Linked DNA regions of Rattus norvegicus: region 1 is linked to region 2. A link is a contact called in public Hi-C data. All regions are on one chromosome and are shown on one strand. The core of a region is the stretch at or near the end of the contact, and the rest is flanking DNA. Distances in the headings are between cores, read along the strand shown.

Region 1 (3,102 bases), core at 295-2,794, 47 kb after region 2:
CGTGCCGCCCACGTTGATGATGATCTTCTCCGACGCCTCGCCCTTGGCCATCTCCTCCTTCAGACATGTTTTGGACGGAGGCTTGTTCCCCGACTTGCGCCCGCGGTAGGAGGAGACACACACCGAGCTGATCATAAGAAGCGCTGCGGGGCTCCGGCTTGGGGCGGCCGCTGCCCTCCAAACACCCTTCCCAAGGAGGCAGCGTCAGAACGGGGAGGGGGAGGAGACGAGAAGGAGGAGGAGGTGGTGGAGGAGGAGGAGGCAGGAGGTGGTGGCGGCCCCTTCTGCAGAGTGGCTCTGCCCCTGCCTCCCCCCCACCCCACCCCCCCGGGGCTCGGAGCAGGAAGAGTTGGCTTTTTGTGGTGCACAGGTGGTTGGGATTTGGCAGGAAGAACCTAGGGGAGGCAGGAGGTGAAGACCAGGGTCGAGGACTCAATCCAAGGGGTCCGGGGTCTCAGAAGGTTGAGGCAAGCACAAGGATGCTCCGGGCCGGGGACACGCCCCCCCCAACCCCAGAAAGACAGAGAAGCGCACAGTCCCAGAGCACTGCCAGGGTCCGCAGCGCGCTCGCTCGCTCACACTCACACGGGCCACCTTTTGGCTCCTAGAACCCGGCGAGCCTGGACGCGGCAGGGTTTCTCCGGGCGGCGGCAGCGGCGGAGGCAGCAGCGTAACAGCAACAAGTCTTCGGAGTGGCTACCGGGGCCAGGCGGATGTTCTTACGGTAGCCAGAGCTCTGCGGGGCCGGGCAGTGTGCGGTCAATTCGAGGCGGCGGTGGCGGGCATGTGGCCTGTTGCCCCCATTCATAAATCCAGCGCGGAGCACCGATGGCGGGCGGGGCTGAGCCGAGCGAGACGGACCAGCGGGTGGGAGCTGCGCAGGACCAGGCGACAGGAAAACAAGCGCGCCCGCTGCAGCGAGCCTGGGTCCTGCGTCCGCGGCCGGGAGCTGCGCGGGGCTGGGTGCAGCGCTGCGGGGGCCGCGCCGGGACGGGGAGGGGGGGATTCAGACGGGGCGTCCTGCGCGGCGCAGAGCCTGGAGGGCGGGGCTGCTCTGAAGAGCCAGGCACCCAGTGCTGGCGGAGGAGTGTCCCGGGCGGTGGCCGAATGGTCAAGGACACCTGCAGGCTTCCGAGGCCGCTCCAAGAGGGAGCCTCAGCGCAGCGCCCCGGCGCCGGGTTCCTGCGATCTGGCGGCGCCGGGAGCCGCGCCATCTGCGCGTCTGCCCATCTCCGGGCGGGGCGCCGGCCTTGGCTCCTTGCTAGGGGCGGGCGCGAGGTGGTCTAGGGATGGGAGCGCCTGGGCGCCAGAGGAATGGGGCTCAGAGGTTTCTGCGACTCCCTCCCGCGATGACAGAGGATGCGACGCTCCAAGTGGCGCCTTTTCCTCTCGGCCTCGCTTGACCCGGGCGCGCCCTCCGGGGGGCGGGGTGGGCGCGGCAAGGCGCAAGGCAGACCTGGGGCGTTGCGGAGCTCCGGCAGCAAAGCTCAGCCTTCATCCGCGCATCCCAGCCCAGCGGAGGCGCGTAACCCGCTAGCAGCCAGTGCCCAGCGTCGCGCGCCGCCCCTGCGCGCCTCCGCTGCCATCCCCTCTCTGCCCCACTCCCCGCCTCTCCCTAGCCCTCAGCTCCACCCACTGCAGCCCTTGGTGACACCCAAGCGCTCTCGACCCCTGACCTTTAACCTCTCTTCCTGTCTCTTTCTCTACACCTCTTACAGCTACCCCGCTCGTATTGTTGTGGTTTCACTGTTTCATTGTGGCTGACTGGAAGCCAGGATGGAATAGAGTGGCAAGACTGTACATCAAAGAAGAGACTGTCCTCTCCTCTTCCCGAAACATGGTCTGACCACCGTGGCCCCATCCTGTGTCTTGGACACTCTGGATCTTGATATTTATGATCTCTGACATAGTCACCACAGCTTCCACCTTGGAGCCAGGACAGCATGGCCTTGGGCAGAGAAATGTTTCTGGTCTAGGTGGAGGGAAGCTCTAAGCCTGCTGCTGTCCGTGGAGAAATGGTTTATGAGTGTGTTCCTGAAGATGATCAGGTCGAAGGCCTGGCTCCCTGTTGCAGTGAAGGGAACCTAGGAGACGCCACACTCTTCCTCATGCTATCTTAGGGTCCTACTGCTGTTCCAGTCCTTGCACTTGTCTCTGCCTTGTCTTCTCTCCCAGACTGCGGGTTCCTCTAGGCTGCACTGTGCTTTTTCATCTCGATAACACCCACAGTGGCCGCCTCTGAGGACCTATTTGCTAAGTAATTGAGAAGCTGCTGTATCCAAAACATGAAGCATTAGACTTTGTTGGCCTTCTCCCAGAAGCAATTTCCAGATTCATTAGTTTTAGGGTTTTTTTTTTTTTTAAGCGTAGAACCACACCTACATCTTTAATATCCTCCCTCTTCATCTCTTCCCCTTCTCTCTGCTTCAGGAACTCTGGGAGATACAGGGAGGACTTTTAAACAGAAGTACAAGGTGATTGACACATCACACCTGACCACCTGACACTACATGTGCGTACCACCTGAGATCTGGAACAGGCAGCTCCGAGAGAGGTTAAAGGGCCAATGTAAACGCAAGGGATTTCTATAAAGCAAAGGTCTTGTCATTAATGAGGGTTTTAAAACCCCAGAAAACAAAAGCAAAACAAACAAACAAACAACCCCAAATTATCATGTGTACTAGCATTCAGGACAGGCCCATACCACCATCTTGACTGTAGTTAGAAGCACTCATTTGTGGGTATCCTCTTTGGGTACTCCCTTACTCTTAGATATTATGTCTGGATTCCAGAGTTTAGTGCAGCAAAAGAAATACTTCAACATGACTGAGAAGAGAAGATCGAGGACTGCCTAGGACCGAATTGAGAAAGGAAGCACTACCAAGAGGATATTGATGTCCTGACTGTGATGACATTAAAGTCCTCTCAGGATTGTGTCCTGGCCAAAAAAACAAACAAAAACAAAACAAAACAAAACAAAAAAACAAAAAAAAACCTTCTCTTCACTTTCCACTCTTCAGCCTGAGAAAAGAGACAAGTGGCTAGTGCTGGCAGGAGAAAGGAAGGAAGCAGGCTACAGCATCCCAAATTTGATTTGTTGAT
Region 2 (3,024 bases), core at 385-2,884:
TCATCCTCCAAATCTCTTTCCAGTTGCTGTTAGTGGGGACTTTATTTTGGAGGATGAGAAGAAAACTCGCACACTGGTGTGCAAGTGTACATGTGTTCGTGTGTGTGTGCATATGCATATGCGCATGTGCATGTACCCACCCATGCAGGCCCCCACACACACACACCCTTCTGTCAGTTTTCTCTCCACGTTACCTATATGGAATGTGGGTGTAATGGCCCTGATACAACAGCCTTTCTGAACAGTTTAGAATTAAAACTCTGTGCTTGGGACAGCGATGAAGAAAAGTAAAAAGCACCTTCATCCCTAAAGACTGGGCTCCTCTGCCATCCCAGTTCCAGAATTACTGCCTCTGGACTCCTTTGTGTTGTTATTGTTGTTCTGCTTTCTATTTTGAGACAGGCGTGACTTGAACTCGCTCTGTACCCAGGCTTGTCTAAAACTTGTGATCCTCCTATTTCAACCTCATAAGCATGAATTGTTTTATGAGCAAGAATAAACTAATGTTTAGTACCTGAAATAAATTCTCCACTAACAGCAACTGATTATAGTCCTCCGTTGCTAAAGGTCAGTCCAGAAAATGTCGAAGACAGCACATTTCTCTGGAAAGAGATTGGGAGGATGAGAAGAAAACTTAGCAAATGACCCTGCCCCTGTCCCTGCCAGACCCCCTGTCCACTGTCTGCAACATTGACTTCATTTCAATACCTTTCCAGATACCCAAAGAGCTAAAACTCTTTGTTCTCTATGTTCTGTGTTCTCTCTGGGCTTCAGTTACTCGCTATGCCATGTGAAGATAAGGCTAAATTGTCTAAGAGAGTCTTTGATGTGATACAGTGTGGATGCGCTCGTGGCTTTGCGGCTGACCGGCTTTGCCAGTGTGAGTGGGCTACCAGCTTCTTGGAGCATCCCGTTTTCATCTCAGTTGCTTAGCATATCAGGGACACGGAACAGCAAAGATAAAATGAGGGGGGGTCCTATGCAGTGCCACCCAGAAGAGAGGGACTCTGTAACTCTAACAGCTTTGGGACTGGGGTCGCCTGGCCTTTTCCAACCTCACACATCACATATGTATGTTCAGGTTTATGTCAGAACTTGCCCGTTCCACCTCCCTTTATCTCCCTCATGTCCTCCAAACCACCATTCAGGAAAACCAAAATTCCATGGAGAAAGGAGAAGGGGGGGTGTTTGTATGAGAAATAGACTTAATCCCTTTAAAGAATGCAACTCCAGAGACAATGCCCTCCGTCTTCTGACTGACCCCTTCCAAGGGTGCCAGGGAGTTCCGACACCATTTATCTTCAAGGCAGGAAGATGTGGCTATCCAGGGAGCTCCCTGCTTCTCATTGGCCCAGAGCTCTACCTGTGATGTGGCTTTCTGACAGGGAGTTCAGTTGTCCTGGCACTCAATCTCCATGGCAACCCTTGCTCCAGAGACACTGAATGGAAACTGCTGGCATGGGGAGGCCAGCAGCAGAATACTGATTTGCCCGGGTGTCTGCAACATCGGCTGCATTTCAATACCTTTCCAGATACCCAGAGAGCTAAAAATACACCTGGCTCTGTCTAGGGCCCCTCAGCCAGTCAAAGCATCTTAAAGAATCTCTGTGCTGACTCTGACCTGCTAATATTAGTATCTTTGCCAGTTTGGACTTGGGGGACTTGGACTGGGGCTTGAATGCGAGGTTGTAGAGCTCAAGTCTAGAGAGAGGGATTGTGAGAAGAGCTGAGGTCCGCCTGCCCTGCGCCCCAGAGGAAACTGAAGGGTTTGAAGGGGGCGATCAGCAAGAAGCCTGTTGAATCCTTACTCTTCATAGAGTTTTGGGGGTATTGTTGCTTGACTCAGACTGTTTGAGCATTTGTTCATCTGCTCACTCAGTAAACGTATATTCAGCACCTACTCGGCTCCAGGCTTTGTGCAGGGCACCAAGGTTGCAGGGGTGACTAAAAGAGCATGTATGTTCCCTGATCTCAGCAGACCATACCGGGGAGTTGAAGTCAAGATTAGCCGCGGGAGTCTAGCTACGCTATGCATCTATCGGGCCGATATGTCTGCTAGAGCAACGAGCTGCTTCAGCTGGAAGATCCTCTTGCGTATAACCCTGGCACTGTTTCTAGCACCTAGTAGGCAGTAAGCTGATACCGGATTAGATGTAATGGGATAGAATAGAACGGCGCTGTGGTTCCAGCCGCGGCCTGTCCCACCCTCGTCTTGTAGCCTCTCTCTGGGCCTCCATGAGGCTTTGGCTAGCTCTGCGGAGTGCATGCTCAGGCTATGACATGCTGTATTCGGGATAAATGAGGTGACCGTTTAGCTGACACCTGCTAAGGGAGCTCACCATAAAGTGACAAGTTGAATTAATTCCTAGTCTCTCTGGCGGGATCTACAGACAGTCCTCCTCCAACCCATCTCTGTCTTCCCGTAATCACTGCACATGTCATTCAATTAATTCTGCATTTCCCAGAGCAGGAGACTGTACAGAGTTTAAAGCCATGCAGCCCATGCCAAGACTGCTAAAAAAAAAAAAAAAAGCAGGTGTCCCACACTTGGCTCCAGCCGCAGCTCCAGTTCCAGCCTCCTCCTCAGGCAGATAAACCACAGATGGGAAAAATGGAACATGACCACTGCTCTTGGGGACTGTCCTTGGATACCCAGTATGGGCAGGTAACTTAGGTACAAATGATGCCCCAGATCACCTAACAATGTTAGGGTGAGTGTTGGGGATCAGACCCTGCAGGGACAGAGAAGGGGCAGGGCTCCTGGAAGCATTCCAAACCCTCCAGGGTGTGGCTGAGAGTGAGAACAAATATGAGCTACTTCATCCTCAGGCCTGGCAAGGAACCCCCAGGGATACCTGTGGGGAGGGGCAGGGCAGAGCAGAGCTACTTCAGGTTCTCTCTGCCACCCTGCAGCTAAGAGTACAGATCGTTCCTTCCTTCTGCTCTATTTCCTCCGTCAGGTGAAAGCAGCTAGCCTCTGACGCTTTCCTGTCCCCTCCTGCTGTGGAAGGCTCTTGGGGCTAC

What was found. Hi-C and Micro-C count contacts between places; a contact is called where the count stands out from the background.
Region 1: a Hi-C map of psoas muscle shows a contact between it and region 2, with 2.3 times the contacts expected there. The contact joins the promoter of Kcnc4 here to the enhancer-like site in region 2. A contact is called at or near these places in 2 of 12 Hi-C or Micro-C datasets (frontal cortex and psoas muscle) and 1 of 1 datasets of contacts at active chromatin or transcription factors (oligodendrocytes).

Annotation. Positions count from the first base shown.
Region 1 is chr2:197,786,889-197,789,990 of GRCr8, forward strand. Kcnc4 (potassium voltage-gated channel subfamily C member 4) reads right to left here and starts at 1,545. Exons shown (of 4, transcript NM_001415110.1): 1 at 1-1,545. The coding sequence starts at 135.
Region 2 is chr2:197,739,852-197,742,875 of GRCr8, forward strand. No RefSeq gene overlaps it. Among named protein-coding and RNA genes, the nearest start is that of Kcnc4, 47 kb to the right of the region's middle. Within about 2 kb of position 1,635, at least 25 of the 93 cell types and tissues checked have an H3K27ac peak or open chromatin away from gene starts, as enhancers often do.